3 separate regions of the Sus scrofa genome follow, and regions 1 and 2 are each linked to region 3. Evidence: chromatin contacts called from public HiChIP or PLAC-seq data. All regions are on one chromosome and are shown on one strand. The core of a region is the stretch at or near the end of the contact, and the rest is flanking DNA. Distances in the headings are between cores, read along the strand shown.

The links. HiChIP or PLAC-seq counts read pairs in DNA pulled down with a chosen protein or histone mark.
Region 1: a contact with region 3 is called in an H3K27ac HiChIP or PLAC-seq map of skeletal muscle. The contact joins the enhancer-like site here to the promoter of MN1 in region 3. A contact is called at or near these places in 14 of 47 Hi-C or Micro-C datasets (alveolar macrophages, embryonic fibroblasts, epiblast stem cells and 8 more) and 2 of 2 datasets of contacts at active chromatin or transcription factors (alveolar macrophages and skeletal muscle).
Region 2: a contact with region 3 is called in an H3K27ac HiChIP or PLAC-seq map of skeletal muscle. The contact joins the enhancer-like site here to the promoter of MN1 in region 3. A contact is called at or near these places in 9 of 47 Hi-C or Micro-C datasets (adipocytes, embryonic fibroblasts, heart right ventricle and 5 more) and 1 of 2 datasets of contacts at active chromatin or transcription factors (skeletal muscle).

What each region holds. Positions count from the first base shown.
Region 1 is chr14:44,856,807-44,860,701 of Sscrofa11.1, forward strand. No RefSeq gene overlaps it. Among named protein-coding and RNA genes, the nearest start is that of MN1, 280 kb to the right of the region's middle. Within about 2 kb of position 2,450, at least 28 of the 83 cell types and tissues checked have an H3K27ac peak or open chromatin away from gene starts, as enhancers often do. A contact at or near this core is called in embryonic fibroblasts, mesenteric adipose tissue, omental adipose tissue and 2 more, where this site is marked.
Region 2 is chr14:44,704,945-44,708,555 of Sscrofa11.1, forward strand. No RefSeq gene overlaps it. Among named protein-coding and RNA genes, the nearest start is that of MN1, 440 kb to the right of the region's middle. Within about 2 kb of position 2,262, at least 18 of the 83 cell types and tissues checked have an H3K27ac peak or open chromatin away from gene starts, as enhancers often do. A contact at or near this core is called in mesenteric adipose tissue, omental adipose tissue, retroperitoneal adipose tissue and 1 more, where this site is marked.
Region 3 is chr14:45,140,169-45,144,190 of Sscrofa11.1, forward strand. MN1 (transcriptional activator MN1) reads right to left here and starts at 2,308. Exons shown (of 4, transcript XM_021072488.1): 1 at 1-2,308. The coding sequence starts at 402.

The DNA.
Region 1 (3,895 bases), core at 1,200-3,699, 280 kb before region 3:
AGTTCGTATATTGAACCCTACCCGCTATGGGATGGCATTAGGAGGTGGGGCATTGGACGGTAATGGGTTCCATGAGGTCGTGAGGGTGGAGTCCTCCGATGGGATTACCGTCTTTATAAGTGTCACCAGGGAGGTTGCTTCCTCTTGGGCCCTCTGCCACGTGAGGATACAGCAGATGCTGGTCCTCTACGACGGAAGAAGGCTCTCCCCAGAACCGGACCAGGCTGGCACCCTGATCTTAGACCTCCTGGCTCCAGAACTGCGAGAAATAAATGTCTATGTATAAGCCGCCCAGTCTGGGGGATTTTTGTTAAGGCAGCCCGAGCTGACAAAGGTTTTATCGCATCATAAAATGGGACTGAAACAAAACCAAGAAGTCCGCACTTGAGTTGGCCTTGTGTCTCTGCTGGGTTCCCCCCAGAATTCCACCAGAATGCCAAGTTCTGGGCTCTCTCCACTCAACCACATCTCAACTGCCTCCTACATGGGGCTGAAGCCACGACCAAGTAGCTGGGTAAGGACTGGCCCAGTGTGGGCCACCTGAGTGTGCGTGGTGTGTACTTGCTCACAGGCATTCATGCATTCAAATTTTTTGTCCAGGGCTCACTGTGGGCCATGTAAGAGGTCGTGGGGAGCCAGTGAATGCTTGAGAGCTGGGGAGAACCTGCTGCACAGTCCAGCTTGGCAAACTGTAAAGTGTTTGGCAAACAGTAAATTTCAGTTTGCTCTAGAGACCTTAGTCCAGATGCCTCTGACCCCACAGAGGAGTCAGAGCCTCAGTGGGTGCCATCCTTGCACCCTGCATTTGCCTCTCCAATGCTGCAAGGCTGACTGATTTTATGCCCAAGCCTGTCAACCTCCCAAGTTAGCTGGACACCTTCACAAGCATCATTGTTGCCCCTGGGTCGGCGAGGGTGCTGGGGCACCAAGATGGTCAAGGCCTCCTCCAAGCACTCCCTGTCTAGAGCTTTGCCGGTGTGAACTGAACTTCTGTGCCCAGTGGCTCTGATTGGGTGCCTACTGTACCCATTTCACAGATCAGAGATGAGTGAATCCCAGGTTCACGGAGTCAATGAAAGCATCTAGCCGAGATCCATGAAGCTGGGCATTTTCAAAAGAAGAGGCTAATGAAAAAAGAATGAAATAATGCCATTTGCAGCAACATGGATGGACCTAGATATTATCCTAAGTGAAGTCAGAAAGAGAAGGACAAATACCTATGATATTACTTATATGTAGAATCTTAAAAAAGGATACAAATGGACTTATTTACAAAACAGAACCAGACTCACACACACAGCAAACAAACTTATGGTAACCAAAGGGGGATGGTGGGGATAAATTAGCAGTAGGGGATTAACAGATACACACTACTCTATATATAACAGATAAACAAGGATTTACTGTATAGCACAGGGAACTACATTCAATATCTTTTAATAACCTATAATGGAAATGAATCTGAAAAAGGCTATTATATATAACTGAATATATATAATATATATATTACATATATAACTAAATCACTCCTATAACCTGAAATTAACACAGTCTTAAAAATCAACTATACTTCAATTAAAATTAAAAAAGCAGCTAAACATTACTTGTGTGTGTATATATATATATATATATATATATATATATATATATATAGTCTTTTTGCCTTTTCTAGGGCGGCTCCCACAGCATATGGAGTTTCCCAGGCTACGGGTGGAATCGGAGCTATAGCTGCTGGCCTACACCAGAGCCACAGCAACATGGGATCCGAGCCGAGTCCGCAACCTACACCACAGCTCACGGCAACACCAGATCCTTAACCCACTGAGCAAGGCCAGGGATCAAACCCGCAACTTCATGGTTCCTAGTCGGATTCGCTAACCACTGAGCCACAATGGGAACTCCCAACATTACTTGTATTTTTACAACCTCCTTCACACCCCAACCCCCAGCAGCCTGTGCAGGACACTCCCCATGTAGGTAGATGCATATTGATAATAGTAATAATAACAGGAGCTAACAACCTGGGCATATGCTCTATGCTCTTTGCATATATTCCCTCATTTAATCCTTGCAAAGCAGCTAGCACAGTGCCTGGCACACAGTAGGAGCTCAATAAAGCCTTATGGAACAAATGAATGAATGAATTCAACAACAACATGAAAGCAAATCTCATGACTTTGGCCCAGTACTGGGGGTCAGACAGACCTGATGGCCAATTCCTGCTCTGCCATTGATCAACTGTATGACCTTGGCCAAATTACATCCTATCCTGTAGCCTTCAGTTTTCCCATCTGTAAAGTGGGCATGATGCTACCTGCTCATCAGATTAAAAATTAAATGGAGCTCATCATAAGAAAAGTCCTCAGCTCCATGCCTGGGTCAGCCCAGAGCACAGACAAAAGTGTTTTATCATTGCTATTGTCGGGGATGAGGTCGCTCTTTCCATCTGTCCTCTCAGCTTGCAGTCACGGGTCAGGAAGTTGGAGCCCAGAGGTCACACATGCGTGGTCTGAAGGCCTCATCCAGCTCCCAGATGTGTTTTGTTTGGCTAACATGGTCCTCTGTCAATTTTTTTTTCCTAATTGAATTAGTTCCCAACGTTTTGAGACTTAGGGATTTTTACATAAAATACAGATTTGGGGGGTCTCTCTTGGAACTTCAGACGTTTGGGCCACATCCGAATCAATTCGCCCAAAGCCAAGGTCAGCCGAAGCTGAGAAGCATCCACCCCTGTGGCTGAGGCATGAATTCCCTGTCTGCCCCAGTCCCCACCCCTCCGTATTGCCTCACTCTTGGCCAGCTTCGCTCATTTAGGAAACGGGCCCGCCCCTGGAGGATCCTGCATTTGGAAGCTTTACTCTAGATCATCTCTTCTGTGAGACGTCTGAGGAAGGTCCAAGTCGCAGTTAAGCAAGTTCAACAACAAGACGGAAAATGTATACCTCGGAGTGGGTTTTCACCCAGCGTCGCAGCTGGGGCCCAGAATGGAGTTCGCACCCCCACCCCCCGGAAACATCATCACCCTCTGAATGGTGAAAGCTACCCTCCCACCCATGCCCACTCGGGGAGCCCACAGAGAGCCTCTTGAACCGCCCCGGCCCCTCCCGGAAAGAGGAGGGTGAGCAGAGAAAATAGCTCCCATCTGACCAGGCCGGGCCATGGCTCTTGACTCTAATTGGGGACGCGGTAATTAGATGATGGCAGAGTGTACCCAGGGCTCAGCTTTCAGCCTGAGGTCCCGCCGACAAACCAGCCCATTTGGAAAGTTCGCCTGACATTCCTGAGCTGGGCCGCCTTGCCAAAGAAAACTCCAGCGAGGCTTGTCTTGGCACTGACTCAACCCCCAGCCTCAGCAGGAAAACCAAAAACATTTACACAGCTGGGGCTGCGACGCCCGCTTCCCTCAAGAGCTTGTCAGGGCTCGGACAGCTCGGCCGACTCGGGGGGCACCTCTGAAGGGGCCTGTGTTCCCCAGCACAGCCAGGCGTGGCCGGCCAGACAGAAAACACTGCCGCTGTCCCCAGGAGGCAGGAGAGAAGGCGCTAGGGAATCCGGACTGGGCACGGGCCTGGGGGCTGGGGTGAGGTCCGGCCACTGACGCTGTCCCCTCCTGCAGCCACATCTGCACAGGTCACCCTGGCCAGACTGCCACCCCACCTGTGCACGCTGGCCAATAAAACAAGCCCACAAAACGGCTAATGGAACATGGGGCTCCCGGGGCCCCCATGCTGACAGCTCTGAGAAACGGCCTCTTCGCCACTCTCTCTTTGCACTTGGCTCCCCTGTCTCTTTTCTTGGCCACCTTTCCATGGGGTTCTCTGATGCTGTCCGTGGCTCCCCGCTGCCAGGCACCCTCGATGAGGCCCATCTGGTCTCCCAGTTCTGATGACCCAGG
Region 2 (3,611 bases), core at 1,012-3,511, 440 kb before region 3:
CACACTGTCCCCAGGCCCACTGAACCTATAGCTGGCTACTGCCTTTGCTCAGGGGCTCTCTCAGGCCCAGAGGACACACCAGGACTGTGGGGTGGGTCAGACCAGGGATACTGGGGGGCTCATTTCCCCACAACCATCCATAAACTGATAACTGACAAGAGCTGGAGGAGAGATACCCAGCTCCATTACCCCGGGTGGGACAACTCTCAGGTTTGTCCTACAGACCCCAGGCGGTCCCCAGCAGGGCAGGGTCCCAGTTGTCCACAGCAGACATCTGCTGAGGAGTCCATCTGTACTGGTCCCTCCCTTCCCCATCTCCCCGCCCACCGCACTGTGAGGGCTTCCTGAGTTTACCCCCCAAAGGAGCCACCTGTACCAGAGCCCTTATCCCAAGCTCTGCCCTGAAGGAGCCTGAGCTAAGACAGATACATGAGTGATCTTAACTGCTCACACTTATTTTGCAGTTTCCACGTGCCGGGAGGCACCATGTGTGCTGATTGCCATGGGTTGAGTCATTTAATGATTACAGCCATCCTAGAGGAAGGTATTTTTATCATCGCCATTTTACAGATAGGAGACACAGAGAGGCCAAGTAACGTGCCCATTGTCACTTAGCCAGGAAATGTTAGGGCTTCCCTGTTAGAGGCAGGAGTGGGTGCCTGGACTCCACCTGCTGACCCCTCCCTCTCTCTTTTTGAGTTACCCCAGGTCCCTCTAGCAGGTCCATCTGCAGTGGGAAGGATGATCCCTTTGCGCACAAGACTGAGGGGAGGTTTAAAGGAGACATAGCTAGCGACATACCTGGCATGCCATGTGCCACAGCCCGGGTGCCTGGTGTTCTACGGGGGGACATATGTCTCAGTTACCCTTATCCTATCTCCATTGGAGGCTGGTGAGGGTCAGGATGGAGCCGCACTGCCTGGGTGTGAAGCTTTATTCAGCCAATGATGAGCTATATGACCTTGAGGAGTCTGAGGGCTTGGCATCCCTGTTTGCGAAATGGAGATAATCGTCATAGGAGACTAATTGTGTCTACTCACAGAGTGGGTGAGGGCGTTCAGGGAAGTAACCTTTGCAAGGCATTCAGACCAGCACTCCAAACTAGTAATAATCTGGGTCACAGCTGGTATAACATTTAATCTTGCCGACTCTTGGAATCCATGGCAGTAAAATGGGGACATCAATGTCACTTACCACGCTGAGTGTCATGATAAAAAAGAAGTAATGCAAAGGACATGCCTGAAACATGGTAGCTACTCAGTAAATGATGCATTTTAATATTGATATTTTTTTTTTTTGTCTTTTTGCCATTTCTTGGGCCGCTCCTGAGGCATATGGAGATTCCCAGGCTAGGGGTCGAATCGTAGCTATAGCCACCGGCCTATGCCAGAGCCATAGCAAAGCGGGATCCAAGCCGTATCTGCAACCTACACTACAGCTCACAGCAATGCCAGATCCTTAACCCCCTGAGCAAGGCCAGGGATCGAACCCGCAACCTCATGGTTCCTAGTCGGATTCGTTAACCACTGCACCACGACGGGAACCCCTGATATTGATTCTTGATTCACTAATATTAACTAATATGGACTAATGGTAACTAGTTAATATTAATTAGCATTAGTATTTAATGTTTAATATTCCTGATCTGACTGTAATAGAAATGGCTACCGGGTTCTGATCACTTTCCATGGAGCTGGACACACCATAAAGTTCACCTACACATCATCTGACTTTATTGTTATGGCAGCTGGGGGTGCCAGATAAAATACAGATTGCCCCAATAAGTTTGAATTTCAGAGAAACAAAGAATTTTTTTTGAATAAGTGTATCCCAAACATTGCATGGTATATACTTATGCTAAAAACATGATTCATCATTTCTCTGAAATTCAAATTTGTGTTTTTATTTGCTGTATCTAGCAACCATAACAACAAGCCGGAAACAGAGCCACAGAGAACTGAAGTGACTTGTCCAAGGCTGGAAGAGGCAGACCCTAGCCTCCTGTCCAGGGCCCCTGGGCTCATCGCTTCCCTAGGTGTAGCCAGCAGGGGGTGAGTTTTCTCCGAAATTGCTCTTTAGATCAATGTAACCATCCTCCCTATGTCATGATGAGGGGGCAGTCTGCTGGCGTTCTGAGGGGCCTGCTCCCAGTTTCTCACTTGCCCTGAAGACCCTGGGGACTCCTCAGCACCCCTGCTGTCTGTGGACCTTGGCCGCCAGGCAGGCTACGCACTTTCTCCATGGTGCACACCCTGGGCTGAGCCCCTCGGGGTCCCCGCTGCGGAGGGAACAGGACCAAATTCAAGGCTGGCTGGTGTCAGGCAACCCTGCAGGAAACAAACAGACGCAAGTGGAAACGGGGAGAAAAAAATCCACCAATTACTTAATGCTTTCCTGGTGTCCAAATATTTCGCCTTGAGTGAACTAAGCTCGGAGACTTGGCTGGGAGAGCGAGATGCAGCAGGGGCCGGAGACGTTTTCTACGCAAATCCGGAGGGATGGAATTGCGCTTTCAGATCCAGCGAGGTGGATCCGGCGTCCCTCATCTGAAAACATTTGAGGTCAGAGCCAAGGTCAAGGAGAGGAAGGGGGCCCACCTGGAGATGCAGGGCTCCCCCTGGGCTGCCCTCCCCAGCCCCAGCCTCAGCCTCCACTTCCTGCTGCTAGCACTTCAGCCTGTTTCCTTCCTGTTCCCCTGCCCCCCTGGGTCCAGCTCCCTGGCCTATGTCTAGAATGTGCACCCCCACCCCAGCTGCACTGGCTTCCCTCCTCTGTGAAGGTACCCCCTACCTGCAGCATCCCCAGAGACCCAGACACTCAGAACAGGGTATCTGGATGTAATTCCCCCTTTACAAATACAGAAACTGAAGTCTAGAGAGGAGAAGGGGACTTCTCTGAGGTCCTGGAGGGACCTTCAAGCTGGATCTCTGGACTCCAGCCAGGTCCCTCTTTGCTAGATGTGGTCTGTTTGACAGTGAAAAGGCACAGAAGGTGAGCCCCCACTTCTCACTTGCTAGGGAAACCTCAGGGAAGTTGCTTAACTTCTCCGAGGCTCATTTCGATGGTGGTGATATAAAAAGTACAATGGCTGGAAAGAAACGAGGCCCATATTTTTGTGCCAAAATTTCTGTCTTTCTCTCCCTCCCTTTCCTCTCTTCCTCCTTTTCTTCTTCCTTCTCTCCTCCCTCCTTCTTCCTTCCTTTCTAACTTCTTTCTCTTTCTTTCTTTCTTTCTTTCTTTCTTTCTTTCTTTCTTTCTTTCTTTCTTTCTTTCTTCCTTCCTTCCTTCCTTCCTTCCTCCTTCCTTCCTTCCTTCCTTCCCTTCCTCCCTCCCTCCCTCCCTCCCTCCCTCCCTCTCTCTCTCTCTCTCTCTCTTTCTTTCCTTCCTTCCTTCCTTCCTTCCTTCCTTCCTTCCTTCCCTCCTTCCTTCCTTCCTTCCCTTCCTCCCTCCCTCCCTCCCTCCCTCCCTCTCTCTCTCTCTTTCTTTCTTTCTTTCTTTCTTTCCTTCCTTCCTTCCTTCCCTCCTTCCTTCCTTCCTTCCCTTCCTCCCTCCCTCCTCCCTCCCTCCCTCCCTCTCTCTCTCTCTCTCTCTCTCTTTCTTTCTTTCTTTCT
Region 3 (4,022 bases), core at 1,058-3,557:
GAGCAGACGACCCCCATGCAGGCACGAGGCCCCAGGATCTGGCCCACCAAAGTTGCCCCCGAAGTGGGGGTGATGCTGGTGGGGGTGGTGGCCTCCTGGGTGGCCGTGGTGCGGTTGTTGGCCTCCAAAGAATCCGTGCACCGGCTGAGCCTGCAGCCCCCCCGCGTGCAACTCCGAGTGGCCACGCGCGTGGAAGCCATAAGGCTCCATGTTCATGCCCAAGATCGGGGGTTCTCCCAGCCCACTCATGGCAGTGTCCACGGGGCCAGGGGGTCCCCCCGCGTGGAAAGCCGGAGCCTTAAAGTGGGCGTTCATGCTTAGTCCGGCCTCGTTAAAGTTCCTCTCGCCCTGGCCAGCGTTCCTGCTGTTGATCTGGGGCTCGAATTGGTCCAGCCCAAACATACTTGGCGGGGGGCAGGGGGATCAATAGGGCATGACAGCCTGCTCTCCGCGGCGCGCCTCCGGCCAGCTACTCGTTCCGGCCCGAGGTAGGGCGCCCCGGGACGCTCAGCACCGCGGGGGCGCAGCGCGCACCGCCACCTCGCCTGGCTTGCAAAGGCTGGGGGCTATCGGCTCCTCTCCCGAAGCTCTCGCTCTGCCCGACGCGGGGCCTCTCACATCTTGCGGCGCCGCGGGGCCTCCAGGAGCCGTGTTGGGGGGCCCATGCCCCGGGTGGGTGGCAGGGCCGCGGGTGGGTTTGAGGGAAGAGGACGGAGCTGCGGGCTCGTAGAGACAAAAAGTTAAGTGGGGGGTAGGAGGCGGGAAGGGGGAGGGAGAGCAGAGCGATCACCTTTTTAAGTCCGATCGGGTTGGGTGGGGAGCCCCCGACTCTTCCCGAAGTCTCCCGGAGCCCGTGGAGGAGCTGCTAAGGGGCCGGACAGGAAGACCCTTCAAAGCCGCGGCTGGCGCGGGGGCACGGACAGTGCGGTCCCTCCCCCCCTCCCCCTGGAGTCCCGGCGCTCCGCAGCCCAAGCCTCAGCCAAGCAAGATCCGCTTGCACAGTCCCCGTCGGCCCGGAGCAGGCGGCTTCTGCTTCTTCACCGGGTCAGAGGACTGGAGACTCCGCTCGGCATCACCGGGTGCTGGTGCCCGAGCGGAGCGCTCAGCGGGGCTGAGGAGGCGGCGGGCACCAGAGGTTGAAACCGATGGCTGGGGGAAGGCGCGGCTCCCCTGTTCCGCCGCTGATGCGCTGGACCCGGTGCGCCGCTTCACGGCCACGTCCTCCGCCTGCCGATTCTGTCCTTTGCCGTTGGGTCTCTGAGTTCGCGGGGATCTCCGCCAACCGTTCCAGGCGCGGGTGGGTAGCGAGACGATGGTCGCTCCAAGCCTCGGGTTCCCTGCCTCCGCTCCGAGGTGCTTCGCAAGTCGCCCTCGGACCCGGGGAGGGGGGCGTACGCGGGTTTGGGGGGCCACGCTGGGCGAGCAGGCTAAGGCGATCCGGCTGCGCTCTCAGAACCCGGAATGGGAGGGGGCGGGGGCAGCTCTGGGGGGTCCTCGCACCCCTCTTCTGGCTGGCGGGGGGGCTCTGCGTGGGGCGTTCCGAGGGTCTCGGCTCCCCTTTCTGTGTCTGCCTCTCGCCCAGAGCCCGGAGAAGCAGCAACAAGTTTTGCATTTCAGCAATCAATTTCAGCCATTACATTTGCACCAATCAGCGCAGCCCAAGCTTCGGGCCCGGGGCGGGGCTCGCTCTTAAGGTGGTCCTGGGTGCTGACTGCCGAGGCCCCCGCCATGAACTCGCACTTCGCCTGCTCCGGGGTCCCCCGCACCGGTTAGCCTCCGGGTCTGGCGCCAGTGCGCTGCGGGCGCTCCCTGGCCTCCCCGAGCATCGGGATGGAGAGGGCGCAGGCGGAGAATGGCGGGAGCTGGGCTTTGTTCACCCCCCTTCCCACTCACCACAGTTCCCAACTCCCCACCCCCAACTGAAGCGAGACCTGCGGGGTGGGCAGGGGGCGGGGAGGTGGGCGGTAAGCGGTGCGGGGCGTTCAGACAATGGGGTCGCCAGGCAAAGCTCCTGGACTCGCCGTGGAAAGTCGCAGCTAAGTGTCGACTGCTCTTCAGCCCTGGAGCGAACCCTCGGCTCTCCACTGCTGTCTGCTTACTTGTGGCGCCCAAGTTAGCCGGCCCTTGGATTATCCTGGAGGTGAAAAGCAAATGGGGAACCCCTAAATTAGGGTTCTCCTCCAGAGATCGGGCGCTAGCTAGCTCCTCCCTTACTAGGGAGGGAGCAATTGTTCCCTATCTCCACTGTCTAGGGTTCCTGGTTCTCAGTGGCTGGCTTCCGCCGAGAACAGTAACCGTTCGGCCACTTTATGCGGGGCGGGGGGAGGGGTGCCTGTCGCGTGAGCCCAGCGCCGGAGCAGCGAGGCGGCCAGGAGCCTGGAGAAGACTAGCGCGCAGAGGGCGGCACTGACTGGCCGGAGCGCCCTAGTCCAGGCACCAGGGCCAAGGCCCAGGCCCTCTTCGGGCGCGAGGTTGGCCTCCTTAAGAGATCAATTAAACTGAAGAGGCCAAGGAACGGAATTGGGTTGTGATACCAAAATCAATAGGAGTAATTTAATATCTGCCCTGCTCTTTATGAAATATTTATCCCAATAATCTTAGTTAAAATGTTTAGATCTTCCTGATCCCCACTGAGGCTGCAATCTATCTTGCAATTAGAAGTTGGGAGTTAGAGATGATGGAGGGTAGAGGAAGTGTTTATTCTGTGTGCCTGCCTGTGTGTATTTTCCTCCCTAAAGCGTTTGTAGGGGAGGAAGGGGGAGAAAGGCCTTTAATTTTCCTTGCCATAAAATAGCACGAGGCGATTTTGCTAGCAGACCAGCTTTCTTAGGAGAAGGGGAGAAAAAAGGAACTTTCTTTGAAGTGCCCCTGATATCGCTATTAAATCTAAATAAAATTAAGCATGGTGTATAAAAATGCCTTTTCCCCCCACAAAAGAAAGTGTTTATCGCCCAAGTCTGTCTAGCGTTTGCTAAATTGTGCATGAAATCTGAAATGAAATAAACGTTATAATAAAACCAACCCCTGAGCCCTTTTTATTTAAAAACCTCAGATTAAGCACTCCACCATTCCTGGGCGGGGAGTTAAAAAGTTACCGCGGTTTAAGCGCGGATTCATCGCTCCCCAGAGTTACTGCTGGGAAGTCAGAAGCTGGGTGTTCCAGAACTCAAAATGCCGGGAAAATGGGCTCAATTTAGGGCAAGGGGAGGCGGGAAGCAGATTCCGAAGGGACTCCTGAAGAAAATAACCCCTACCCACTCCCCACCCACCACCCCTTTAAGAATAAAAATAAAAACTTGCAACTTGAAAACTCAGAGAATGGAAGCAAGTTCAGATCCAAAGGCCCTTCATGGGACCTCCCTGTTGAGGATGTCTACAGATATTTTTTTCTTTTTGAAATTAAAAATGAAAATTACCCCCACCAAAAATGGGGTCCATAAATAAGCATCTGGGAAGAACTATTTGTACAGGGCAGTGGAGTTTTAAAAGGATTTTTCTGCAGGATCAGGTTGTTGGTCTGTGATTAAATATTGATTTTGTGTAATTAGTTTTCATGTGAACTATCCTCTTGCTGATAGCTTAGAGGTTTCAGAACTAGAAAAGAAATGGAATTGGACATGGAAATTATTACTTAGCAAAGTGACAGGAAAGTGAGAGCTGGAGAAAAGACTGAAGCTTGGCTGATTTGGGCACAAAGAAATAAAGGGACTGGGTAGGCCTCTGGTGACACCCCTACCCCAGGGCAGGCCCCCAGGCCAGAGCAGGAGAGACCCAGAGCCCCTGGGTAGGAAGGGGATGGTAGAAGGAATGGTTGCCAGAAGGCAGACTCTGCAGGGGTAAAGCCATACGCAAAACTCATGACACCTGGTCTCATACCCGGCTGAGAGCTGTGGGTTCTGGGTTCTGCATGCCTCAGGGGGCACCTGAGTGAGGACCCTTATGTCTCTGTGTGTCTGGAGAGAATAGGGAAGGTTGGGGCCTGTCTGGAGCCCTGGGTGGGCCAGGGCAGTGGGAAGAATGGC